4 separate regions of the Mus musculus genome follow, and all the other regions are linked to region 4. Evidence: chromatin contacts called from public promoter capture Hi-C data. All regions are on one chromosome and are shown on one strand. Each heading gives the region's core, a stretch centred on a gene start, on an enhancer-like site or on the middle of the called end of the contact. The rest is flanking DNA. Distances are from core to core; before and after follow the strand shown.

Region 1 (6,354 bases), core at 1,951-4,450, 250 kb before region 4:
AAATACTACAAAGCAAAGCAAGAGGATGGAACTAAGGTTCTTGGGTGCTTAGGGTAGAATTAGAGAATACAGGAACTCAGGAAGCATTTTTGGAACTCAGAGAACACAGCTGTCAACAACCCAGTATTGGGGAGCAGGAAGATAAAAGAGAGGCAAAAGACTGCTCATACCTTCAGAAACATCTGTCAGTTGTGGAGTGGTGGCCCGAGATACAGAGAAACCGCCGCTCTCTAAGATAGAGGCCTCCTCATCTGACAGCTCAGAGTCTGTAATAGCCAAGGCCAGGGCTGTTTTCTTCACATCCACCTGCAAGAGAACCAGGATGAATCCAACATACTGGGATAAGCACACTTTACCCCCAAGCCTTCTGGTTCCCAACTACTTGAGAACTGGTAGCTCTAACTCTAAAGCAGACACATTCTTGACCCCTTTGCCTTTTTCATTTTTTTTTTTTTTGGACATAGGAGGTCTTATGTGGTCCAGGCTGATGTCAAGCTCATAACAAAAACCAGGCTGATTTTGAATTCTTGATCCTTCTGCTTCCTCCTCTCAAATAGGATTACATGTGTGCACCACAATACCCAACTTCCCTTCGGCCTTCTATTTGACATCCCATCTTCCCTGGACCTCACCACTGGAGAGAAGCCAGCCAACTCTGCCTCGCTTTCACTCTCTGTTTCCGCCAGTGGCTCATCTCCTGCTGGGGGTGCACTCTTCCCTTGGCGCTCTAGAGAAGGGCAATCAGGCAATAATGAGCGGAGATAACGGTGGTGACAAATATGGCTAAGGAAGTAGAAATGATTTCAATTCCAGGACACACCATGAGCCATACACTACAGGTTCTCCCTGCCTCTCCCCATCCAGGTTAAGAGAATCCCTTACTTCTCTTGTCATGTTTGTGGTGCAGGGCATCAGCTTCAGCTTTCATGCTGTAGTCCAGCTGCATGAGCAAGGGCTCCAGGCGAGTATACATCCTCTGGATCAACTCGTGATAGACCACCAGGGGCCACAGCAGGATACTCAGCACTACGGGTTAAGAAAGTGCACTCAGAGCTCAGTTGGCCACTTTCTCAGGAGCCTTCATCCAAACTGTCCCCTGAACAGGTAGGTCTGAACAAAGACGGGATCCTTTCTCAAGGCAGTGATACCCTCTTCCCCCATCTGCTATCCTCCTCCCAGGTGAGTAACTAACAAAGAAAACACAGTCTTTCCTTTGGGTCAACCCAGGAAAAGAAGACTAGACAGGGCTTTGGAAAGAGCAGGAATGAGCTCCACTCACAGACAATGTAGGAAATCATAACTCCCGGAACATAGTGTCCCAACACAGCCAGCACAGCACAGGCAGCGCAGCCCCGAGCGCAGAACTGCAGGGAAGAGCACAGGAGCAGTGAAGAACACAGGCTTACACCATGTGCACAGTCACCAGGGGAGAAACTATTCATGTGGTGGAAAAAAATGGGAACCAGTTGAGGAAATTTACAACAGTCACTGCACGCGTCACTCTCTCCCAGCCCGACTCCTGCAACCATTTCAGGATGGGGTTTACCTGAGCTGGATTCTGCCTCTTGTACTGCAACAGCTCTTGCAGGTGAATCTGGAAGGTGAGCCAGCTCTCAGCCAGGTATCTGCACAACTCGGGCACACTCAGCAGGTGCGGCTGGGCGCCTGACCCCGCACCCTCACTGGGGAGACATGACATGACCCCTGGAGGCCTCAGAAACCAGCTAAGACACTCAAGTCACTTTGAGACTGCTGATGAGATCTCACTCTGGAGGCCCCACCTCCCCCAAAGGAAGGCATCCTCATCCTGGGATGTAAATTCCCAGGGTACTCAACCCTCTACCTCCACGGGAGAAGGAACACAGCGTTTGCATACAAAGAAGCCTAGAGCCAGGCATACTTTTGCTTGCTGTAAGTCCCTTCATTACACTGGGCCTATGCCTGCACAAGCCACAGCCCTGCTCCTCTTTGAGCTGAGCACAGCAAGCAGACCACATTTGGGCATCTTCTTTAAAAGGTGGCCTATACTCACCTGTCAGAGTGTGGTTCTTCAGGGGGTGGTGCTATGGAGAAAAGGGTGTGGGGTAAGTTAAGAATACAAGAAGCACTTAGAGACAGATCCAAAGTCAGAAAGAGCTGCCTCTCTTTAACATTCTTGGTCTCAATTTTTCAGTAATCCCTCTGTCTCTCGCTTCCAGGCCTGAACCACTATGTGAAGTCCAGAGCATTCCCTTTACCCACCAACTACAAGGTGTACGATATGCTGTTTCTGAACCCAGCTTTAAATGCTATATAGTTTTGACTACTAAACTCACAAGAACATTAATTTTGGAAAAGAAACAATTCTCATTTCAGGCAATTTTCTTAAAAAAAAAAAAAAAAAAAAAAAAAACGATGGAAGGGCATACAGGATGCCTTAGGAGATAAATGGCCTTCCTGTGCCTCCCCTCAAGTAGCAGGGTGATGCACGGAGCAGGTGCATACAGTGCATGTGGAATGAAGAAACTCACCTGAAACGTCAGGGAGAAAGCGAGGATGCCAGAGATCCAGTAGAAAATAGGTCAAAAGTGAGATGCTGAGCAGGAAGAAGGGCCGGAGGGACGACGAAGACAACAACCTTAGGGAGACAGGCATCTCAGTTGAGGCTCCCAAATCCATCGAAAATCACAGAAAGACCCATGGATGGGGAGATGGCCCTCTAAGCCTCACCCAGTCACTAAGAGACTAAAAAATGGGGCCACCTGGTGCAGGATCACCGCCCCAGACGCTGACAGCCCTCCAAGGGAGGGAGCACCCGGTCCTCCCGCCCCCGCTCTCCCGCGCAGCCCGGCCCCGCCCCCTCCTCCGTGGCCGTTACCAGAAGAGGCCGTTGAGTGTGGCCGCCGTGACCAGGCTGTGCAGCGGCTTCTCCCAAACCAGCAGTCGCTGTGCGGCCGCCAGCACCGCCTCCCAGCCGCGGAGCCGCAGCCACAGGGACGTAGCTAAACGTCCCACTGCCTCGGCTGCGGCCGCCTCCTCCTCCGCGTCGCCAGTGGCCTCACCCATGCCGAGGCTCAGCCCCAGGCCCAGGCCCAGCCCCGAGGTGCCACCCGCGCCGGTGTTACCGCCACCGCTGCTCGCCATCACCGCGCCGCAGCCGCTGCCCGAGCCCGCGAGGAGCCAGGGCTGCGCGGCCGCCGCCGGGGGCGCGTCAGACGGAAGGGGGCGCACGCACGGGCGAGCAAAAAAACCTGCGGTCAAGCGTCACGTGATGAAGCGCGATGCCACGTGACGTGCCCTAACAGCCCGGATGGGACGCCCGCGCGTGCGCGTTGGCCGCTGTCGTGATCCTGCACCCACGAAGGTGTGCTTCCAGGGTGCTGGAGGGGTGATCCGGGGCGGGCGTTGAGGCTGCGAGGCCTGAGGTCTTCTCCCGGTGTTTACAGGGCGGCTGGAGACCTCTTTGTCGCGTGAGGCACTGCCCAGAGGCAGTGAGTGGGCTTTCAGGCCCCCAGGATCTTGACTACAATCTGCTTGGGATCGGGAAGGGCGGTGCCATCCCCATTACTCAACCCTCTTCGCCTCCAGTCCCCTCCCCTCAGCGGATAAACAAACACCAGCGCGTGACTTTAATGACTTCAAAGCAGCTTCACCAACTTCGAAAAGTTGTTTCTTCCTTCTTGGAGCGTCGGCCCTCTCTCTTCCCAAAATCTCTCAGCCGCAAATTGTGTGGAAGGAGTGTTTGGAAATAAAACATCCAGGCGCTGTTTGCTTTGGGGAGACCTGTTTAACATCGTACATTGAGGCTTTATATCTTTTGAGATCATTTAATTGCTGGAGTAACCATACAGAATACAGTATGTATTCGAGTGTTACAGTTTCAAACTTCTAAGGGGCATAAAGATTCAACAGATTCCCTCCCACCTTGTTCACAGTTCTCCCACCTACGGTAAGTTTCTTGTTCATCTTTCCTGGGCATTGCTGATTGAGTGCGTCTTCCCTAAAACCCAGGAAACAACTCGCCGCGTTGCCTTTGTGTTAGGCTCGTTACTATCTGTACCACGACTACAAAGCCTGGTCAGCGCGTTCACCCTTGGTGTGTCGCGGTCCCCTGGGAACCGTATTACAATTGCCCCCGGTGCTCATAGCTCCGGAGACCCGGAGCTCTCAGGTTGGGCAAGGCAGGAGGCACTTCCTGCCGGGCGCGCAGACTCGTCGGTGACACTCACTCCCGCAGCTTATAAACGCCTAGCGAACGCGGCACGGGCTGAGAACACTGCTGGCCCTCGTACCTCCTGGTTCGCCTGGTGAGCGCCGCGCCTGTCGTCGGGCGCCGGGAGGCCCAGTCGCACGCGGAACAGGAAGAGGCGTCCCACGGCCGCCTGCGAGAAGGGAGGAGGCTGCGCGCAGTCGGGCGGTGGCCCTTTCGGGAGAGGTGGGCCAACGGGTGAGCACGGCTCTGGGGTCACTTACGATTCCTTCCCTTTCCCTCCACCTTCGCAGGGTGGCGGCTGACAGTGCGATGGACCTGACTGGGCTCCTGCTGGACGAAGAAGGCGCCTTCTCCCTCACCGGTTTCCAAGACTTCATGGTGAGAGGTCCGCCTGTTCTCTGCCTCTGGGAGTCAGAACTCCCAGGCGTTCTCCTCCAGACCCGAGCGGAATGGGAGCTCTCTTACTTGTTATGCCCTGGAGTGGGCTATTGTTGAGAGCAATGCCACTTGGGCCTGAAGGCAAAGCCTCAGGTTATAAGAGGGGAACTGCTAGTGATTAGACTGGGGTCCCATCTGGTTTCTAGTTGTCTAGTCTTCTATTGGGAGCCCTCAGTGATGTCAGAAGCGGGCTTATTGTCTTTCTCCCACTGTGGACAAGACTAGGCTGCCATTAACAAATGATCTTGGGAACTCTGGGCTGGGTAGAGTATAGGCCCGGGTCAGTACCCAGGATTTCCACCAAACCTTCCCTGCCCTTCACCCTCCACTACTCCTGGCCCTGTTTCAGGTCCTTCCAGGACACCAAAAGCTAAGTGCTCGAATCCGAAGGAGACTCTATTATGGCTGGGACTTGGAGACAGACTGCAGCCTGGAGGAGCTCTCCAGCCCTGTGGCAGGTTAGACTGGTGATGGTGGTGGTGGTGGTGGTGGTGGTGGTGGTGGTGTGTGTGTGTGACTGAGCAAGTGGAAACTTGGAGGACTGGGTTGTCATAGTCACCCAAATGCCTGGAGGTTTGCCCTCTGAGCTGCACTGTGTCTCATTATAACTAGCTTGGTTGGTACTTGGTTTGACAATGCAGGCCATGTTTCAAATTCTTTTAGCCCACATGAGTAAAAACAGCTCATAAATTGCAGTCACTTATTTTTAGGGCTTTGTGTATGCTCTGCAGGCATTCTACCACAGAGCTATAGCCCAAGTTCTGCTGCCTCTTGTGATTTATAGGGCAGAAATTTAGTTTTCTAAGTATACATGTTACATGTTTCTCAAGTAAATAAGGCATACTTCTCAAATAAACATTGGGGAAAGAGAAACATGAGTAACTTAATAGAAAAACAAGTGTTGGGCTGGAGAGATGGCTCAGCAGTTAAGAGCACTGATTGCTCTTTCAGAGGTCCTGAGTTCAAGTCTCAGCAACCACATGTAGTGGGATCGGATGCCCTCCTGTGGTGTGTCTGAAGACAGCTACAGTGTGCTCATATAAATAAAATAAATAAATCTTTAAAAAGAAAAAGAAGCCTTTCTGCTAGAAAAAGTTGAGGACCAACCTTAGAGTGGGCTTTCATCCACTTAGAATTTGGGGGTGAGGTATAGTGGGGAAATCGAGGCCTGAAGGGTTGAGACAGTGTCTTACTGTGTAGATCCCAGAAGCCTGGAACTCACTGTAGAGGTCTGGATGGCCTCCACCTTGTAGTAATCCCCCTGCCTTATGTCTTGAGTTTTGGGATTACAGGTGTGTTTCATCATGCCTTCCCTCCTGTCTTAGCAGAATTTGATTTCTAGTTTTTTTTGACAGTCCTGTCCTCAGGGCCTCACACCTAGGTCTTCCCTGACAGTAGTGGGGACTACAGTATGTGTTGCAGTTGCTTATTCTGCTCCTCTATCTCCTTGCAGACATTACTGTGGAACTTCTTCAGAAGGCAGCACCCAGTCCTATTCGCCGACTCCAGAAAAAATATGTAGCCCATGTGTCCCGGTGAGCCTGGGATCAAGGGGATAGAATGAGACTGGGCTTGTGGGATGTTATTGTCTCTAAGAGAAAGTGTGATGAGAATCTTGAGAGTCTGAAGAACTGAAGGACTCTTGGGTTTAATTACCAATCCTTTCTACCTCCCAGAGAGGCTTGTATCTCCCCTTGTGCTATGATGCTAGCTCTGGTGTACAT
Region 2 (6,489 bases), core at 567-3,066, 230 kb after region 4:
AAAACAAACAAACAACAAGAAACTATTGCTGGGATTACATAGGTGGTAACACAGAGCTTTAATCCCAGCGTTCAGGAGGCAGAGGAAGCTGGATCTCTGAGTTCGAGGTCTACAGAGAATGTTCCAGGTCAGTCAGGGCTACACAGAGAAACTCTGTCTAGAAAAACAAAACAAAACAAAACAAAAGAAGAAAGTAAGAAGAGAAAAAGAGCAAACGAACTTACTAAATACTTTTGCTCATGTTTTACTTAAAATAAGTTTTAAAATCCCATGGTCCCACAAAACCTTCCAGGCCTGAGACTTTTAATTTGGTGGTAGTGATTGACTGTCTAGAATGTGTAACTCCCAAGGTTCAATCCCTAGGACCTTAAAAAGATGGGAAGGGCAGGGCAGGCAGAGGCAGGTGCATCTCTGAGTTCAAGATCTATCGAGTGAGTTCCAGACAGCCAGGGCTGCACAGAGAAACCCTGTCTCAAAAACAAAAACAAACAAACAAAAAAACTAAAGTCACTTGGAAACTACAAGTCAGGAAATAGATTCATTTTAAGTTAAGTCTTGGGCCCTAATAAGCCCAGCTCACAGAATGGCTCCCAACAAACACAACTGAGCTCGGACCTCTGTTCAGGCCATGCTGTATCTTTCTAAAGCTACTTTGTAACTTGAATATCTTCCCACTTCTTCACTCCCTGAGAACATTTGATAACTTTCAGGGCCAGGCTTAGAGTCTAATCAGTAAATCGCTAGTAACTTTCCAGACAATAAAGGGAATAGTTTTTATGCAAATAATCTCAGTATTGCAACAATTGAAGGCATAGGATCCAACGGTACCTGCTCTTAAAGGCTCCTCCAGATTACTGCTGATTGGCCAAATCAACAGGCGCTGAAATTGAGATTCGGAATATTCAAAATGACTCCATAAAGGAAGGGTTTCAAATGCTGATTAAAACATTTCCAAGATTCAGAACCGGAATGTAAAGACTGAAGGTGGGGTGACGTATTTTTCCAAACAAATCGCGGTTAAGCGCTTCACTTCTACCACAGCACATACATCAGTATGGCAAATGCTTTCTTGATTAAAAATCTCTTGTTCTATAAACTCTCGAAAACACGTTTGTCTTGCTCACCAATGTACCCTCCCTAGGAACCTTACATAGTGGCTTCACTCGTTACCTACTTGTCGATGTTTATAAAAGCTGTAAATTATTAAATGAAAAAAAATGGCTGGATAAATGAGTTAAATTAGGATCTCAGCTTCTGGAATGTAGGAAAGTGTGTATGGATAACTCAGAGTGGGGTCAGGAAAAAGCAGGCCCTGAAAAGAGCCGGGATTTCAACCCAAGCCAGAATTTAAACCGCAGCGCGGCGGGAAAGAGGACACGCTGAAACCAGGACCGAGAAGGGTGTGGGGCTCGGGCCGCCCGAGGAGAAGCCAACGAAGTTCTCCCCGCGTGGAGGCTGCCGAGGAGGACTCGAGAGAGGGCCCGGGAGGAGGCCCCGGTCTCCGACTCACCAGAGAAAGGCGAGGTGGCGAACCGGAAGCGGGGTTGGGGGCCGGTGCCAAGGGCTGGGGCCGAGGCACGCGGGAACGGCCGGCCGGGGTCGGACACCAGCTCTGCGACCACACTCACCTACGGTACCCTACTTCGCCGCGACTGGACGCCGGCTCCGCGCCGCTTCTTCGCTGCGCCTGCTGGGCGAGCGGGCGACCTCAGGTGTCCCTAGCAACCAAGCTCCGCCACGCGACCCACGCTCTGCCGCTTTCTGTCCCACACAGAGCGCGCCCCCAGCGGACAGATCTAAGGCCAGAAAGGAATGGGAGGGGGAGGGCCCGAGGCAAGCGCGCCGAATCCCAGCCCTTGTGCAGCCTAGAGAATGGGGGGGGGGGGGGGGGGAGAAGGAGGGACTTGGGGGGAGGGAGAGAGAAAGTGCAAGGAATTTGCGCACGCGCAAACTTGTCGACACGGTGGAACTCTTGCGAGCGGAATTCTGGGAACTGTAGTCCTGCAAGTAAAGGCTCCGTTCTGGGAATCCACGATTCATTCTACCTAACCACTATGGACTCTGACCATACAGCGCCAAGACTCTATTAAAGAATTCCTACCAAAATTCCATGAGTTTGAGGCAAGTAAGAGGAAGTGGCTCAAGGCACTTTAACTCTCTCCCACTCACCTTTCCCTAAATCCAAACACGGAGCGGGACGAGACAAAGCAAGACATAACTACAACTACCAGTTTTATGGGCTTCGAGTGAGAACTTTACCTAAGTGTGAGTCCTTTCATAATCTCTCCACGCAGAATAGATCCCCCTGTTTCAGATGTCGCTGGATCTATTAAATTTAGAGAACTATAAAGTCAGCTGGATGGCAAAAGGAGCTTTCTCAAACAGGCTATGATAATTAACGATATAACTAACCTGATGAGGCCTGGGCACCGGTTGTGCACTTCTTTAACCCCACCATTCGGTAGGCTGAGGCAGGTGGATCTCTGAGTATGAGGACAGCCTGGTCTGCAGAGTGAGTTCAGATCAGCTAGGGCTATGCAGAGAAAAACTAGCCTGGTGAAAACAATTTGAACTTAGTAGCAAAATACTTAAGCAACAGTCATTGACAGATGTTGAACTATGAAAGGGTTACTTATCAATTTTAGATCAGGAAATCTAGGGCAATTATCTAGTTTGTCTCCTGATGAGATTTGGATTACACAGCAATATTTATAAAGTATGGCTTATTTTACAAAATGTTAAATTTTAACAATTTAAAAGCTGAATCTAATCAAGCATTGACTCTAACTTCAGTATACAGGATATAGAGGAAAACAATTGAGTAATGCTATAGAATCAGATAAATTCAGAATTTTAACCAATATACAGTATAAATGAACTTTCTTAGACAAAATGGGAGTGCTGGAGCTGAAGAAAAATGTTGGGAGCCGCGCCCACATTCGCCGTTACAAGATGGCGCTGACAGCTGTGTTCTAAGTGGTAAACAAATAATCTGCGCATGTGCCAAGGGTATCTTATGACTACTTGTGCTCTGCCTTCCCCGTGACGTCAACTCGGCCGATGGGCTGCAGCCAATCAGGGAGTGACACGTCCTAGGCGAAGGAGAATTCTCCTTAATAGGGACGGGGTTTCGTTTTCTCTCTCTCTTGCTTCTTGCTCTCTTGCTTCTTGCTCTCTTGCTTCTTACACTCTTGCTCCTGAAGATGTAAGCAATAAAGTTTTGCCGCAGAAGATTCTGGTCTGTGGTGTTCTTCCTGGCCGGGCGTGAGAACGCGTCTAATAACAATTGGTGCCGAATTCCGGGACGAGAAAAAACTCGGGACTGGCGCAAGGAAGATCCCTCATTCCAGAACCAGAACTGCGGGTCGCGGTAATAAAGGTTCCCGTAAAGCAGACTGTTAAGAAGGATTCAACTGTATGAATTCAGAACTTTTCAGCTGGGGAACGAGAGTACCAGTGAGTATAGCTTTACGAGGTAAGCCTGGCCTTGAACTTTCTAAGGAAATTCAAGACAGTCTATCAGAAGTAAAGTGGAAAATGGCTTTACAAGTTATGTTTGGCCTTGAATTTTTTCTAGTGTTAGAAGCCCTTTTGTTCCTTTTCACATGTTATCAAGTGGTTAAGGCAGGGCGGATTCTAGATGAAATTCAGGACAAGCTATCAGAAGTAAAGTGGGGAGAGAGAGTAGGAGCAAAGAGAAAATATGGTACACAAAATAAGTATACAGGCCTTTCCAAGGGTCTTGAACCCGAGGAAAAGTTAAGGTTAGGTAGGAATACCTGGAGAGAGATTAGAAGAAAAAGAGGAAAAAGGGAAAAGAAGAAAGATCAATTAGCGGAGGTCTCTAGGAAAAGGAGCCTGTGCTCATCGCTGGATGGGCTCGGGGAGCCAGCTCTTAGTAGCTCTGAAGCAGATGAAGAATTCTCCTCTGAGGAAACAGACTGGGAGGAAGAAGCAGCTCATTATGAGAAAAAAGGGTACCAGCCAGGTAAAGTGCTAGCTAATCAGTTAAGGAAGCCAAAAGCGGCTGGCGAAGGCCAGTTTGCTGATTGGCCTCAGGGCAGTCGGCTTCAAGGTCCGCCCTATGCGGAGCCCCCGCCCTGCGTAGTGCGTCAGCAATGCGCAGAGAGGCAATGCGCAGAGAGATGCGCAGAGAGGCAGTGCGCAGAGAGGCAGTGCGCAGACTCATTCATTCCCAGAGAGGAACAAAGGAAAATACAACAGGCATTTCCGGTCTTTGAAGGAGCCGAGGGTGGGCGTGTCCACGCTCCGGTAGAATACTTACAGATTAAAGAGCTTGCCGAGTCGGTCCGTAAATATGGAACCAATGCTAATTTTACCTTGGTGCAGTTAGACAGGCTCGCTGGCATGGCACTAACTCCTGCTGACTGGCAAACGGTTGTAAAAGCCGCTCTCCCTAGTATGGGCAAATATATGGAATGGAGAGCGCTTTGGCACGAAGCTGCACAAGCGCAGGCCCGAGCAAACGCAGCTGCTTTGACTCCAGAGCAGAGAGATTGGACTTTTGACTTGTTAACGGGTCAGGGAGCTTATTCTGCTGATCAGACAAACTACCATTGGGGAGCTTATGCCCAGATTTCTTCCACGGCTATTAGGGCCTGGAAGGCGCTCTCCCGAGCAGGTGAAACCACTGGTCAATTAACAAAAGTTGTCCAGGGACCTCAGGAATCCTTCTCAGATTTTGTGGCCAGAATGACAGAGGCAGCAGAGCGTATTTTTGGAGAGTCAGAGCAAGCTGCGCCTCTGATAGAACAGCTAATCTATGAGCAAGCCACAAAGGAGTGCCGAGCGGCCATAGCCCCAAGAAAGAACAAAGGCTTACAAGACTGGCTCAGGGTCTGTCGAGAGCTTGGGGGACCTCTCACCAATGCAGGCTTAGCGGCCGCCATCCTCCAATCTCAGAACCGCTCCATGAGCAGAAATGATCAGAGGACATGTTTTAATTGCGGAAAGCCTGGGCATTTTAAGAAAGATTGCAGAGCTCCAGATAAACAGGGAGGGACTCTCACTCTTTGCTCTAAGTGTGGCAAGGGTTATCATAGAGCTGACCAGTGTCGCTCTGTGAGGGATATAAAGGGCAGAGTCCTTCCCCCACCTGATAGTCAATCAACTGATGTGCCAAAAAACGGGTCATCGGGCCCTCGGTCCCAGGGCCCTCAAAGATATGGGAACCGGTTTGTCAGGACCCAGGAAGCAGTCAGAGAGGCGACCCAGGAAGACCCACAAGGGTGGACCTGCGTGCCGCCTCCGACTTCCTATTAATGCCTCAAATGAGTATTCAGCCGGTGCCAGTGGAGCCTATACCATCCTTGCCCCCGGGAACCATGGGCCTTATTCTCGGCCGGGGTTCACTCACCTTGCAGGGCTTAGTAGTCCACCCTGGAGTTATGGATTGTCAACATTCCCCTGAAATACAGGTCCTGTGCTCAAGCCCTAAGGGCGTTTTTTCTATTAGTAAAGGAGATAGGATAGCTCAGCTGCTGCTCCTCCCTGATAATACCAGGGAGAAATCTGCAGGACCTGAGATAAAGAAAATGGGCTCCTCAGGAAATGATTCTGCCTATTTGGTTGTATCTTTAAATGATAGACCTAAGCTCCGCCTTAAGATTAACGGAAAAGAGTTTGAAGGCATCCTTGATACCGGAGCAGATAAAAGTATAATCTCTACACATTGGTGGCCCAAAGCATGGCCCACCACAGAGTCATCTCATTCATTACAGGGCCTAGGATATCAATCATGTCCCACTATAAGCTCCATTGCCTTGACGTGGGAATCCTCTGAAGGACAGCAAGGGAAATTCATACCTTATGTGCTCCCACTCCCGGTTAACCTCTGGGGAAGGGATATTATGCAGCATTTGGGCCTTATTTTGTCCAATGAAAACGCCCCATCGGGAGGGTATTCAGCTAAAGCAAAAAATATCATGGCAAAGATGGGTTATAAAGAAGGAAAAGGGTTAGGACATCAAGAACAGGGAAGGATAGAGCCCATCTCACCTAATGGAAACCAAGACAGACAGGGTCTGGGTTTTCCTTAGCGGCCATTGGGGCAGCACGACCCATACCATGGAAAACAGGGGACCCAGTGTGGGTTCCTCAATGGCACCTATCCTCTGAAAAACTAGAAGCTGTGATTCAACTGGTAGAGGAACAATTAAAACTAGGCCATATTGAACCCTCTACCTCACCTTGGAATACTCCAATTTTTGTAATTAAGAAAAAGTCAGGAAAGTGGAGACTGCTCCATGACCTCAGAGCCATTAATGAGCAAATGAACTTATTTGGCCCAGTACAGAGGGGTCTCCCTGTACTTTCCGCCTTACCACGTGGCTGGAATTTAATTATTATAGATATTAAAGATTGTTTCTTTTCTATACCTTTGTGTCCAAGGGATAGGCCCAGATTTGCCTTTACCATCCCCTCTATTAATCACATGGAACCTGATAAGAGGTATCAATGGAAGGTCTT
Region 3 (6,474 bases), core at 3,916-6,415, 230 kb before region 4:
AGCCATCACCTAGCATAGCTCCTCAGCTAGGGGTGAAGCCTCACGAGCCTTTACTCCACTCATGCTTCAGTGCTGGAGTGGTGATTGCCTTGACCTTGTATGGGTCCTGTGCATGTGGCCACAGCTGCTGAGAGTTCATGAGTGCAGTGGTCATGTTCTATCCATAGACTTCTCCCAGCTCTTATTCCTCCTCCCCCTTTATTTTGAGACAGGATCTCACATAGCCTTGGTCGGTCTTGAACTTGCAATGTAGTCAAGGATGGCTTTAAACTCCAGGTCCTCCTGCCTGTACCTAGCAAGTGTTGTAATTACAGGGGTGAATCACCACACCCGACTAGGAGAAATACTCTTGAAGAAGTGAGACGAGATGTAAGAGATGGAGAGAGGGGCAGCTAGTTGGATAGAAGGCAGGAGTCAGAGTGTTCTAGGTAAACAGCAGATGCAAAGGCCCTGTGGTTACCAGGAACACAGCAAATCCAGGGCCTAAGGCAAGGGTAAAGTGTTTGAAGTAAGATGGACTCTGATAGGAAATGAGGCTATGAACAGAACTTCAGACCAAAGATGACCTGTAGATAGATAGTGAAGAGAAGGGTCTCTCTCCTAGAGTGGAGTGGTTTTGCCTCCACAGTACTATCTTGAAATCTAGAACATCTGGGATTCTTGTGGTACAGGCATTTAGAGGCAGAGGGATGCTCCAGGCTTGAGTCTGGTCTCCAGGTGACTCCTTTTCCTTCCTCAGGTGAGTGGGAATGGCCCTTGCTGACACCCAGGGCCCTGGCTGCAGGCATCTCCATGGCTTTGGCAGCCTCCACCAGCTCCTTGGGTTGCTATGCTCTGTGTGGCCAGCTGCTGCGTTTGTCTCCTCCGCCACCTCATGCCTGCAGTCGAGGGCTGAGCCTGGAGGGGCTGGGCAGTGTGCTGGCAGGGCTGCTGGGGAGCCCCCTGGGCACTGCATCCAGCTTCCCCAACGTAGGCACAGTGAGTCTTTTTCAGGTACGTGGATCTGAGACAGGACTGGGGAATTGAAGGTACAGGGGCTGGAACTCACAGATTGATGGCCAGCTGGGCTAGGTTCGGAGAAACAGGAAATTGCCATGTTAGGTGCATCAGGAGCTCTGCCAAGGCTCAGCAGAGTGACAAGTTAGAGAAAGCACCGTTCTTTTGGAAACTTCATTTAAAAAGGAGGTATATGGCATGACTTGAGGGAGTAAATACTATCATGAAAGCAGTGGTGTATGGGTTGAGTCAAAGAGGTACCTTTGATAGAGTGTCGAGGATACTTAGAAGGTTCTTGTTTAAGCTGGGATACAAAGGATGAGGAGTGGACCAGGCAAAGAGGTGGCTGTGTTCGTTTTCTAGTGTTTTTTCTTCCTCCATACAGACTGGCTCTCGGAGAGTGGCCCACCTAGTGGGGTTGTTCTGCATGGGGCTTGGGCTCTCCCCAAGGCTGGCTCAGCTATTTACCAGCATCCCACTGCCTGTGCTTGGTGAGTAAATAGGTGGGAAGGCAAGCCCTGGAATACTACTTCCCCCAGTATGACTCAACCAGTTGGCGAGGCTGAAGCTGCCTTTTCTAAATAGATTCTTGGAATGGACATGAACATATGATCTTGTTTTCTTAGCTGAACCGAGTCTCTTGGAGAATCAGAAACAAGCCTGTGGGTAGTATTTCCTCATTACAACCCACCTGTCCTACAAAGCCTGAACTTTGTCCTCTTCCCACCTCCTTGTTTTCTTTTGTATGATACAGGTGGGGTACTGGGAGTGACCCAGGCTGTAGTTCTGTCTGCTGGATTCTCCAGCTTTCACCTGGCTGACATTGACTCTGGGCGAAATGTCTTCATCGTGGGCTTCTCCATCTTCATGGCCTTGCTTTTGCCAAGGTGGCTCAGGGAAGCCCCAGTCCTGCTCAACACAGGTAGGCTGGGTGGAGGGAAAGGAGTCTCTCAGTAGTGGAGCTGAGGTTTAGGCTCTCTGGATTCTTGGTCTCACAGTGGGATTTTGCGTGTACTCCATTCAGTTATTTAACAAACATCCATTGAGCACTGTGCTAAGTGCATGCCCTGGTGCTGTTGCTGTGGTAAAACACTCAGATTAAAAGCATTTTAGGGGAGGGAATGTTTTATTCAGTCAACAATTCCAGGTCACGGTCTATCATTGAGGCAAGCCATGACAGGAACTCAGGACAGAATCTTGAAGGCAGGCCTGCTTGCGAAGCCACACAGCTCGGCCTCCAAACAAGCTCACTTCACAGCCAAAGAAGTACAGCAGGAACCATGGAGGACACTGCTTGCCGGCTGGTTCACATGCAGCTAACTTCCTTCCTTCCTTCCTTCCTTCCTTTTTTCTTTTTTTTTTTTTGGTTTTTCGAGACAGGGTTTCTTTGTGTAGACCGGGCTGTCCTGCAACTTACTTTGTAGACCAGGCTGGCCTTGAACTCAGAAATCTGCCTGCCTCTGCCTCCCAAGTGCTGGGATTAAAGGCGTGCGCCAGCATGCCCGGCCGCTAACTTTCTAATATACTTCAAGACCACCTGTTAAAGGAATGATACTGCCTATGGTGGGCCAGACCCTACTAAGTCAATTACCAGTAAAGACAATCTACTGCAGATGTGCTCAGTAACCAGTCTATGTAGGTAATTCCCCAATTGAGACTCTCCTCTCAGATGACCTACATGGTGACAAGTTGACAGTTAAAGCTAACTAATTACAAAACCCTTCCCCCCACAAACACATTAAAAGAAAACATGTAACTAGGTCAGGGCACAAAAGTCCTTCTAGGTTGGGCAGTGGTGGTGCACTCCCAGAACTCCAGAGGCAAAGGCAGGTGGATCTTTGTGAGTTTGAGGCCAGCCTGGTCTACAGAGTGAGTTCTAGGATAAGTAGGGACACACAGAGAAACTCTGTCTCAACAAACAAACAAACAAACAAACAACAACAAAACAACAACAAAAGAAAGAAAAGAAATATCTAATCCTAGCACAGGGGAAGCAGGTGGAGTCTCTGTGAGTTTGAGGCCAGATGCTTACACAGTGAGTTCCAGGTCATTCAGGGTTACATAGTGAGATCCTGACAAAACAATACAAAATAACAAAGGCCTGTAGTAGTCAATGACAGGAGGAGCCTCTACCTGAGCTGCTGAGGTGTTCCAACAGAACTGGACTGGTCTTTGAGGATGCATGTTTGTCAAAAGGCCACTTCTCTGTGTGAGACGGGGCCTCATTTTGGAACTTAGGCTGGCTTCAAAATCTTGGCAATCTTCCTGCTTCCTTTCAAGTCTTAGGATTATAGATGTATGCCATATGCACAGTTAATAAGGTCATGCTTGATCACGCTTCCATCATATGCAAAGATAAAAGATAGGATTATAGGATAGAAATAGCATATGCTGAAAGCCTATTTATTTTATCTAGAGCCTATTTTATCTAGAGCAGTGGTTTTCAACTGGGGGGTGATTTTTGCTCCATGGGGAACATTTAGCAATGTCTGGAGATGCTTCTTGGATGTCATAAATGGGAAGAAAGAGTATTGTTATTGGGATTCAGTGTTTAGAGAGGTTATTAAACATTCTTTGATGCAGTGGACAGCTCCTTATAACCAAATTATCTGGTCCAAAGTGTTAGTAGGACTGAAACTGAGAGGCCCAGGGTAGAGCAGAGAAAGTCAGAAGTGGGAGAGACTAGGGCTTTGTAATGTCACACTTCCCAGAAGGGAGCTTGGGACAAAGGGTACCTGGAGGGAATGTGGGTGCTTAGAAAACATGGTGCTGAGAAAGGAATCTGGGCAGGGCCTGAGTGTGGGGAATGGAGTGTGTAGAGGGAAAAGGTAGATGGGATGGAATGGCAGCCTAGTGAGATGTGTCCCTGGTTTGAGATGCAGTTTACGTCTGAAAGGGAAGACTCATTGCCTGGGACAGTATCAGTTACCTTCCTGCCTGGCCCCAACCCTTTGTAGGCTGGAGCCCCCTGGATATGTTTCTTCGTTCTTTGCTGGCAGAACCCATTTTCTTAGCTGGTCTACTGGGCTTTCTCCTAGAAAACACTATATCTGGTAAGTTGAGACCAGGTCCCAGGGGAGTGGCTAGGTAGTCACTACTCCCTAGGTTGGGCAGGGCAGTGACCTTTACTTATTTTTCACTTAAAAAAAAAACCTTAATTTTCATTTTAAATTATGCATATGTGTGTATGTGTGTCTTTGGATATTTGCATTCATAAAATGTAGAGATCAGTGATGGTAGATCCTCCCAGACCTGGAGATTCGGGCAGTTGTGAGCCATCCGGCATGGGTGCTGGGACTTGGAACTTGGGTCCTCTGTAAGAGCAGTACCAGCTCCTAAGAGCTATCTCTCCATCCTGATCACCCCTCTTTTACAGGTACACGGGCTGAGAGAGGCTTAGGTCAGAGGCTGCCAACTTCTTTCACTGCCCAAGAAATTCAAATGCTTCAGCAATCCAGGAGGAAAGCTGCTCAAGAGTATGGGCTTCCTTTACCCATCAGAAACCTGTGTTCCTGCATCCCACAGCCTCTCCACTGCCTCTGTCCAATGCCTGAAGACTCTGGGGATGAAGGAGGATCCTCTAAAACAGGAGAGAGAGCCGACTTGTTGCCTAACTCTGGGGAATCGTACTCCACAGCTAGCAGAGAAGGGGTTAGGTCCCAGTAATCATCAAGACCACCATTTTTGTCTTAGTTTAGCAGTAACTGCCACCTTGCTGGAGTCTGTATACTTTGTCCCAGTGGAGGTGGATGTGGCCCACTTGCAAAATGGGCTGCCTTTCCTCCTCTTAAGACTTGAGCAGAGGCCATGGTTTAGCGGGTTGGAACTGAATAAATGAGATTTCTGCCTGTAAACTGTCAAGGCTTCTTGAATGAACTCTAGCATTCAAATATTTACTCTTTGCCATGAGCAAGGTCCTACATCCACGGATATGAATACGACAGGGTCCCTGCCCTCTCCCTGCATTTAAGATTTAAATAAGTAACTAAAATGTAAAGCAGATAAAAAAAAGATGAAGAGGCAAGAGAGAAGTAGTATTTCGTTTCAACTTAGGGCAACAGGAAAGGAATTAGGAAAGCAGCAGAGTTGCGAGTGGCGTTAACAAGTGAGGTTCGGGCCCCGCCCACCAGGGCCCTGGCTCCGCCCACACCCAAGACCCCGCCTTCCTGAGTGTGTTGTGTGTGGGGGGGTGGCCTCTCAGTTTGCGCACCAGGACAGGCCCGCCTTGAGGAGGGTGGGAGTTCCCGCAGCCGTTGACGGTAGGTGGGGTTGGTTTCGTGTCGGCGCCGAGATCTGGGTCTGTCCGGACGCCGAAAAGCAAAGATAAACTCGTGCAGTGGCCCCTGACCCGGGCGCTTTTTCCCAGAAGGGACCGCGCGCAGCCCGACTTTGGACCTCCCGGAGTGGGCGGACCTGCGCACGCGCAGTCCGTTTTCGGCCTCTGCCTTTTAGTGTGTCGTGTGAAGCCCCTCCTTAGCAGGCTTCGTGTTTGGCCCGCTGGGATGAATTAGTTTTGTTCCCCTTTGGGGCCCTGAGCCGTAACTGTGTGCAGCGGATGCTGTAAAAATGAGAGGCGGGCGACAAAGTTCTAGCGGGGGTTGGGGGGGCAGATGGACGCCTAGGGCGCTCGAGGGCGGGGCGTGTGACCTTTGGCGGCAGGGCCTAAGGTTTGCCCTCTTTGGTGGCACAGGGCGTGGGCTCGACAGATGGTCTGTAGGACCTTACTGCCCCCTGCAGGGTATTTTAGGAACTATCCCTGGGAGAGGAACCCGAGTGGTAGAATGTCGTGCAACTTCACAGTCTCTCCTTTAAAAGACAAATTAAACCCGCGAGGTTGGTTAACGTGATCATGGAAGACCAATTTGCGGAGTGTGGGGCGGGGAGTCAAACCCCAGAGGACTTAGATTCCTTCTCCCTCCATGCTGTGAACAGTCTCAGGCCCCAGTCCGTTCTACCACTTTGTTTTGTTTTGAAAGTCTCTTGCTATGTTGTCCAGGTTGGCTTCCAAATCAAGATCCTCCTGCCTCAGCCTCCTGTGTGCTAGGATTACAGGCATGCCCCATCATGCCTGACTCACTGAGTTATACTTACCTCAAGACCAGGCTGAGTGGTAGGAGCAGCCAGACTGGATGTTTAGACATTTTTATAGGGCCAGCTGTCCCTGGCCACATTAAAACAGCTTCCTCCCATTCAGACAAAACCATCGACTTGTGGGTTTTGACCTTCGGAACCAGTTAGGCCAATAAGCTCAATTTTGGTGAGTTTCAGAGTGCATGCCAGGATGTGCCTATAAGGGAAATTAGAGGGTTTGGCAACTTCATTTGTATGTCTAATCTTTCCCAGTGTAAACTCTTGCCCAGTGAAGACTCTTTAATCATTCTGAGACCAGTTTATCCTGTTGGAACAGCCCAGGATACAAATAACCATCTCCACACACAGCGTTTCAAGGTGGCTGCAAATAACCACCATATATGTAGT
Region 4 (7,140 bases), core at 4,507-7,006:
GTCTGGAGGCGCCTGGCAAGCCTGCAGGTGCTGGGACAGAAGGGGGGTACTGAGCAGCTGGTGTGCGGGCTGCCCCTCCCCCTTCCTGCTCCAAGCCAGAGCCTGCTTCCTGTCTTCCCTGTCAGCACTCCTGGTAAGGGGAGGGAACAGGTTGGGGGGGGGGGAGGGAAGAGGGAAAGGACGATCATCTAAGTGCTGCCCTGGGGGAAGAGGTGGGGGCTGGGGGACCGAAGAGGAGAAAAAGCCAAAGGGAAGGCTGAGAAAGAGAGGTCTTAGAACAGGGGCCAAAGGTAGAGAGTGTAGCTCAGAGCCTAGTCAGGTACAGAGCAGAGGGGAGCCACTCTGGGAAGGGCAGGCAGAGGAAGCAACAGAACAGGCAGCAAGACCTAGGGGAACTGGAGGCAGAGACAATCAGAGAGAGAGAGAGAGAGAGAGAGAGAGAGAGAGATGGGGGTGAGGGGGGGGCGTCTTGTGAAAGAACAGGAGATGGGAGTTAGAGATCCAGTACACAGACGAGTGGTGGAGGGAGAAGAAATTGGGGTGGGGAACCGACCCCAAGGGAGGATAGAGGGGGGCTACAGATGGCAAACTCCAGTGAACACTCTCCTCCCGTAAGAAGCCAGGAGATGGGAAGGAGCAGGGCTCACACCTGCAGTCCCTGGACAGAGGCTGGTTTGACTCCATCTTTCCCGTCAGGTCACTGCTGAGTAACTGCCCCGCCCCCACCCACTCGGGAGCATCTGGCTCAGCCTTGGAACCTCTGGGCTCCCGGGAGGCCTCTCAGGGTCTGTGTGAGAATGGAGAGACAGGGGAGTGGGGGCTCACATCCAGGTGCTAATCCCTGTGCAGCCAGGGTAGTACCAGGGCCTCAGTGACCTTCTTGGAGATTAATCCCCATGGAGACAGGGCAGCTCGCCCCCTCACTCTCTGCCTAGGCCAGGTGGGTAGCTAGCCAGAGGCAGGGCAGGTGGGGCAAGCCAGGAGCAGGCTGGGGAGGGAAGAGAGCCTTCCTCAGACCATGGTAGGGTCAAAGGCAGGCATGGCTGAGAGGCCCCCTCCAACAACCAGCGTAGTTTACAGGTTTAAAGAAAACAAACAAAAAACAAAAAAACAAAAAAACAAAAAAAAAAAAAAAACAAAAACAAATAAAACCCTGAGGCCCCAAGCAGCGGATGGGGTGGGGTGAGGGCAGGCAGAGGCCACTTATGAAGCCATGAAAATCAGAGGAACCAGAAGGTGGATCTTCAGCCCTACCCCTCCATCTTTGTTTGCTTCTTGACACCCTAGGCCTGAGCAAGAAAAGGGGAACTTTGAAACACCTCCCCTGACCCTGTCAAACTTGAGTGGCAGAGTGGCTTCTGGGAGACAGAGGGGCCATAAGTGAAAAATGGTCTATGCTAAGTGCTCTCCTGGGAAGCCAGGAGGCAGGATCAGGTTAGAAAAGGAGGCTGAGGATCCCAGGGTTGTGCTTCCTGCCTTGACCCCACCCCATCCCAGAGGAAGTGGGGAGAACCCCCCAGACGAAGGCATCCATAACCTGAAAATATACCAACAGTAACTGCTACCATCTGTTGTGTGGTGTGTATATCGCATGGGTGGTTCTGTGTTTTAAATACATTTAAATCTTCACTGGAGTCAAGACAATGATTCCCATTTTACAGAGGAGAAAATGCAAAGATAAAGCGGAGACTCGGCCCCACTTTTAAACAGCTGAGCTGGGCTCCAGAGCCCTCCTAACCTCCAGTACCTAACCGAGTGATGCCAGGGACGGGGGGGGGGGGGGCATGTGTGCCTGTCAACGCTCATGAGGGTGTGCTCCAGTGTGAGCCCTCCCCAGTGCTTGGCACATGATATAAGGGACTGGACAAATGTCTCTTCACCAATGAGGTGTCTGTTGAGTCCCGAGACAGGGCAGCTAACCGATCAAGTTGGTGGGATCTCGCCCATGTACCTGTTACCGAGGATGACTCTACCCACACATGGCTGTGGACCTGTGTGCACGTGTCCTCTCCCTGACAACCTAGAAGAGTCTAGTAGCGGCTGCCCGCGTGTCTAGGCGAGTGCACGGTGAAAGCTGCCTCTCACCTCTCTGGATGGGGGAGTCTATCTGTTCTCCAGCTTTACTGAGGGACAGAGAAGATGGTGGGATAATGGGTCTATGGGGGTGGGGCTCCCCCATCTGCACAATGAACTGAGTTATCTCTGTCTCCTGGGAGACAAGGCTTGTACAGCCCCAGGGAAGGAGCTCACCAGCCTGTTCTAGACCCGGACTAGGGTGGGGACAAGAGGAACCAGGCTGCACAGGAGAGGCTGCCCGTGGGACTGGGGGGGGGGGGTGAGGGCACACACAGAATTTGCATTTTCAGCCCAGAAGGCCCTGGGTAATTTCCCTGTGAAATGAGGGGAAGGGGTGGGATCAGAGGACTCTGGGGAGAGGACCTTAGCCACCAGCACCTCAGAACTGCCCGAGAGTACAGAGAAGTACGGCTCTTCATGGAGTGGGACTTTATTTAGGGGCGGTGACTTTTCCTGAGATGGAGATGTGAGCAGGAACTCAGATAGGTGAAATGTGAGAGTCTTACAGAAGCCTAGAGGTTTCTTATGGATCTAAGGGTTGGTGTGGAATGAGTGTTTTCTTACAATCATGGGGTGGGGTAGGCGAAGTAGAATGGGGTGGAGATGCGGATAAGGCCTTTGGACTTATGGGGTTTGTATGTCAGAGATCCCCCCATATGAGATGATTACCTCAGTGGGGGCCACAGTGGAAACTGTTATGAGATCCTGGTGAGGTCTCCAGGCGATTTGGGGGTATAGGTCTGAGGTTGCTGCCCCTGCCCCGCCTATTCCCTGAATGTCAAATCTGTGGATGTGGAGGAGGTGAAAGGGATGGTACTGAGCTGGCAAACAAAGCCACCTGGGCATCCATCCTTCAGGAAGCTCTAAGCTCAACTGATCTGGGAAAGCAAACAGGAACCAGCTGCTGGGGGTAGGAGGGGGGCATGAGGGGAGACCAGGGGCTGGAATTAAACCAGCCTGGTGGAGAAAGGAAGCTAATGGAAAGAGTGGATATCCAGCACAGGGAAAGAATCTCTTAGTCCTGCTCTGGTAAGCCAGGGTGTAGGGGCTGCCTGGGGGCCTCTTGTCCTTTGTCCATTATTAGTGTCTTCCCTTTCTTGGTCTCTGAGGCTTGGGGTGGGGTCAGGAGATATGGTCCTCAGTTGCTGTAGGTGGAAGCAGTAGGTGTAATGGTAGACAGGTATAGACAGATATGCCTTTTCACTGGTTGCAGATAGAACTAAAAGCCATGGATGGGTACTGAGACCTATATATTCTCCTGATGAGGAAACGCAGGTACAGACAGTGCGGGAAAGACTGGCTGCTGCCACGAGGAGAATTTCCAACTGGAAAGGGTAGCCTTCTGGTATAAATCACCACCCCTAAACCCAAGTGACACCTAGTGTTAAGGAGTCATTTTCCCTCTACCTGCAGTGAACACACATCTCTGCCGAATACTGGCCAACACATAAACTGGAAGTTGCCCCCGCACACCTCAGGCTCAGCTCCTGATAAACATGACAAACACAGCCCCACAGTCACCAACAGCACAGATGTACAGCCTGTTGTCAACACCACAGCCTCCTCTCCCCCCCCCCCCCCCCTCTCTCTCTCTCTCTCTCTCACACACACACACACACACACACTGCCCACACACTGGCTTTCTGGTTAGAGGAGACTGGCCCCGCCCCCTAGTGGCCACCTCTATAATTGTCGGATGGAGGGAGAAGCAGCGAGAGGTCTTCTGTTTTGGTTTGTTTGTTTGTTTGTTTTGCCTAATCTTCCTTTCTGTTTCAGCCAGGACTTGTGAGGCAGAACAGCAGCTAGAATAGTAAGCATCCAAGATTGGCTGTTGCCCTGTATGGAGTCTGGGTTTTCCCCTATGTTCTGGGGAAAATTACAGCTCTTTCATTTTTAGCTAGCTCTCTCTAGGATAGACAAGCGGCTAAAAGCTAATTCTGGCTCCTCCCTCAATCAAACCTCCTCAGGTTTGCCCCATTTTCCATCCATGTGTGCCTGGCTTGGGTTATAGACTATTCAAGTTTGTAGGTGTGAATCTCAACAGCCATTTCTCACCAGTGAATGGAGAGGCCTAAGGGAGGAGCTGCCTGCCCCTTCCCACCTCCAGCCCCAAACTTCAGAAATGGAATTAGTGGGATGGGAAAACCATCATCCCCACCCCACTGGAGACTTTCTTATACACTTCTTCTCGGTCAACATTTGGCCCACAATTGACCATCTTGTTAATCCACCCCAGCTTTATCGGGTTCCTACTCTGTATCCAGCACCGTGCTAGGTTTGAGGATAGCTGGGAACAAGGCAGACACAGCTCCTACCCTTTTGTGTAGGGCTTACAGTCTAGTAGAGGAGGCACCAGTGCATTCATATACTAGGAGGAAGAGATCTTGAGACTGATAAAGGCTAAAGAGAAAAACGTACTCGATGGGTGGTGTTTTGTGGCTGGTACCATCTACAGAGTAGCAGAGGAGCTAGCCACACCAAGAATGTGTGGTTAAAACATCCCAGGGAAATCGAAGGGCAAAAGCAAAGGCTCTCGGCCAGCCACGGATGGGTTTAGCAGTTGGTAGAAGGAAGGTGCCAGAGGTTAAGCTTCCGGGAGTTGAGGTAGGGGGTCTGGCAACAGAACAAAAGGCCTCCTGGATGTTCTTAACTATGAAAGTGGCTAGGTGTGGATTTGAAGAAAGCCCCACACCCTGCTGGGCTTCAATTTTTATGTTTGTGTGTGCAAACTGAACCCACCAGGCTGCTGAGTCTATAGAGGAGGCACTTGGCAAACAGGAGTAACAAAATATTTCCCACCCACCTCCTTCCCTCTTCTGCTGGGTTAGCCTCTCTCGTTGTTAAGGATCTGTAATCAGCCTGCCTTCTAAATGACAGCTAAAAGGGCGAGGAGACCTCCTTTGGGGTCCCTAGCCTTTTCTGTCCCATCTCCCCACCTCCCCACTGCTGCAGATTCTGGTGCCTCGGTGGTCCCCGAGAGGGTGGGGGAAGACTGAGAGCCACTTCTATCTAGGACAGTTGAACCCTCTCTTGGCACTTGTATTCTTAAAATCCAGGAAAAAAACAAAAACAAAAACAAAACCCAAAAAACCAAACCAAACCAAACCAAAACCCATGCTAGCGCTCCCGGGTGCTTTTCAGTGTTTAGTGCCGCCTGGCGGCGAGGCCTGGTCTTGACCTCAGTGCCAGAGAAGACTCCTTGGAAAGCTCCGCTCAGGAAGAAAAGGGTAACAGCGAACAGGTCCTGAGGGCCTTGGCGCAGCGTCCTTAGAGAAGGGTCTTCTCTTCCTCCTCCCTAGTGTCCCCCAAAAGCAAGATCTTCACCTAGAGAGTTTTGACTTTGGAAAGAACTGTGCTGGCCAGGCTTACGCAGTCTTAGAAAAGGCTAAACCGTACGCTTACGGTCACGCCTGAGTGTCTGTGCCAGGGATTGCTTGTTCTGCCCCTAGGCTAGGAGTCTCTACCAGGCTTAGACCACAGTGAAAGAAAGCGCAGAGTCAGCCTGGGCTCCGGCAGACACGATGTGCGCCTCAGCACTTTCCGTTGTCATGCATGCGGGCTGGGACCAGATCGGTGACTCCGCTGCCTATGCAGACCAGAGCTGGCCAAAGCCTGCCAGCTGACTCAGCTTGCACACCCCACCCGGATTCCACAGGGAGAGGCAGCCAGACATGACTATAAAGCAGCGAACACCAGGCTCGCGCGCAGCCTCTCCATTTTCCGTCGGTGCGGTGCTCACTCACTCGGTGAGTACTGGGGGGAGAGGGAGTAACAAGGGAACCTCCCCTCACGCCCACCCGCTCCGCACAGCGGCAGCCTGTGTCCGGATCCAGACCCTAGATTCCTCACACCCTACTGGGGATGGGCAGGCTTAGGCTAAGTAGAGTGTTCCCGAGAAGTTAGCCCATGATCTTGCCCTTCTTATCTGCAGCGACATGAGCAGCGCCCCCGCGCCGGGCTCGGCGCCCGTTTGCCTCACACTCTGGGATGAGGAGGACTTCCAGGGTCGTCGCTGCCGGCTACTGAGCGACTGTGCCAACGTCTGTGAGCGGGGAGCCCTGCGCAGGGTGCGCTCAGTCAAGGTGGAAAACGGCGCGTGAGTGATCCTGCTGTGGCTAATGGGCCAATTTAGGGGTTTTCTGGCTTCTCTCCCTTCCACCCTAGCCAAAGTCAGAGCCCGGAACTTCAACCTTCACTCCAGTGCGCCGTAGACAGACTCATCAAGGAGAGAAATCTTTGTCCTCTCCAGTACTCCCAACCCCTCCCCAAGACAAAGGCAAGAAGCAATCGTGGGGCCGCCCTGAAACCTCCACGTTTTCTTTGTGCAGGTGGCTTTGTGGAGACAGATCCTTTGTGCTCTGCCCATCTGGGTATCCTAGAAGCCAGGTTGGGGTCCTGAAGATAGCAGAGGCTCCTTTGCCACTATAGCAGTACAGAGAACGGTTGGCTGCCTATGCAGTCACATAAAACCCAGAAGGAAGTCACTGGTTCGGCGATCTTATTAACCTGAAACATTCCTTCTAACCGCGGGCGATAAACGGGAAACCTGGGCCTTTCTAGCTCAGGTTTGGGGCTTTCAGTTTCCAGAGGAGCTGGGTCTATCTGAGGAATGGTTTAGCGTTGGAGAAATAGTTTGAGTCCCCGGATATTTTCAACCTTAGCAAACAGGGTGATGATGGGGGAGAGGGAGACTGAGCAGATGTTTCCCAGTTCCTCTTCTCTTTTTTTTTTTCAGATGGGTGGCCTTCGAGTACCCCGACTTCCAGGGACAGCAGTTCATTCTAGAGAAGGGAGACTATCCTTGCTGGAGTGCCTGGAGCGGAAGCAGTGGCCACCACAGCAACCAATTGCTGTCCTTCAGGCCAGTGCTCTGTGCGGTGAGCACAGCCAACTCCTCCCCCCCCCCCCCCCCCACACACACACACGCGCGCGCGCGCACACACACACACACCCCAACCTCTGATCTCCTGCCACCAAGCTCCAGGTCCCAACCAAAGTGAGTTGCTTTGAAATACCTACCCACCCACCACCACCCCATGATGTATGAATAAACTCTTGGGTGGG

Evidence for each region. Capture Hi-C pulls out chosen DNA fragments and counts their contacts.
Region 1: a contact with region 4 is called in a promoter capture Hi-C map of adipose tissue. The contact joins the promoter of Retreg2 here to the promoter of Cryba2 in region 4. A contact is called at or near these places in 16 of 39 promoter capture datasets (the 3T3-L1 cell line, 3T3-L1-derived adipocytes, the C10 cell line and 9 more), 13 of 115 datasets of contacts at active chromatin or transcription factors (craniofacial prominence, embryonic basal ganglia, embryonic hindbrain and 6 more) and 3 of 9 other capture datasets (adipose tissue, liver and pancreatic islet).
Region 2: a contact with region 4 is called in a promoter capture Hi-C map of pancreatic islet. The contact joins the promoter of Ttll4 here to the promoter of Cryba2 in region 4. A contact is called at or near these places in 10 of 39 promoter capture datasets (the SN4741 cell line, cranial neural crest, embryonic stem cells and 6 more), 1 of 115 datasets of contacts at active chromatin or transcription factors (pancreatic cancer cells) and 3 of 9 other capture datasets (adipose tissue, liver and pancreatic islet).
Region 3: a contact with region 4 is called in a promoter capture Hi-C map of pancreatic islet. The contact joins the promoter of Nhej1 here to the promoter of Cryba2 in region 4. A contact is called at or near these places in 6 of 39 promoter capture datasets (cranial neural crest, embryonic stem cells, frontonasal cranial neural crest and 2 more), 1 of 15 datasets of contacts at CTCF or cohesin (embryonic stem cells), 1 of 484 Hi-C or Micro-C datasets (nephron progenitors), 14 of 115 datasets of contacts at active chromatin or transcription factors (craniofacial prominence, embryonic basal ganglia, embryonic forebrain and 9 more) and 5 of 9 other capture datasets (adipose tissue, embryonic stem cells, liver and 2 more).

What each region holds. Positions count from the first base shown.
Region 1 is chr1:75,139,632-75,145,985 of GRCm38.p6, reverse strand. It overlaps Retreg2 (reticulophagy regulator family member 2), which reads right to left and starts at 3,200. Exons shown (of 9, transcript NM_170755.2): 1 at 2,858-3,200; 2 at 2,511-2,617; 3 at 2,033-2,063; 4 at 1,547-1,682; 5 at 1,280-1,364; 6 at 883-1,026; 7 at 633-727; 8 at 171-306. The coding sequence starts at 3,123. Cnppd1 (cyclin Pas1/PHO80 domain containing 1) reads left to right here and starts at 3,275. Exons shown (of 10, transcript NM_026977.3): 1 at 3,275-3,343; 2 at 3,426-3,928; 3 at 4,483-4,570; 4 at 4,980-5,088; 5 at 6,084-6,165; 6 at 6,307-6,354. The coding sequence starts at 4,502.
Region 2 is chr1:74,657,029-74,663,517 of GRCm38.p6, reverse strand. Ttll4 (tubulin tyrosine ligase-like family, member 4) reads right to left here and starts at 1,816. Exons shown (of 20, transcript NM_001014974.2): 1 at 1,629-1,816.
Region 3 is chr1:75,123,917-75,130,390 of GRCm38.p6, reverse strand. Nhej1 (non-homologous end joining factor 1) reads left to right here and starts at 5,165. Exons shown (of 9, transcript NM_029342.4): 1 at 5,165-5,255. It overlaps Slc23a3 (solute carrier family 23 (nucleobase transporters), member 3), which reads left to right. Exons shown (of 12, transcript NM_194333.3): 8 at 740-993; 9 at 1,382-1,487; 10 at 1,751-1,918; 11 at 3,954-4,049; 12 at 4,373-4,850. The coding sequence ends at 4,662.
Region 4 is chr1:74,891,759-74,898,898 of GRCm38.p6, reverse strand. It overlaps Cryba2 (crystallin, beta A2), which reads left to right and starts at 5,756. Exons shown (of 5, transcript NM_021541.3): 1 at 5,756-5,822; 2 at 6,008-6,172; 3 at 6,812-6,953. The coding sequence starts at 6,012.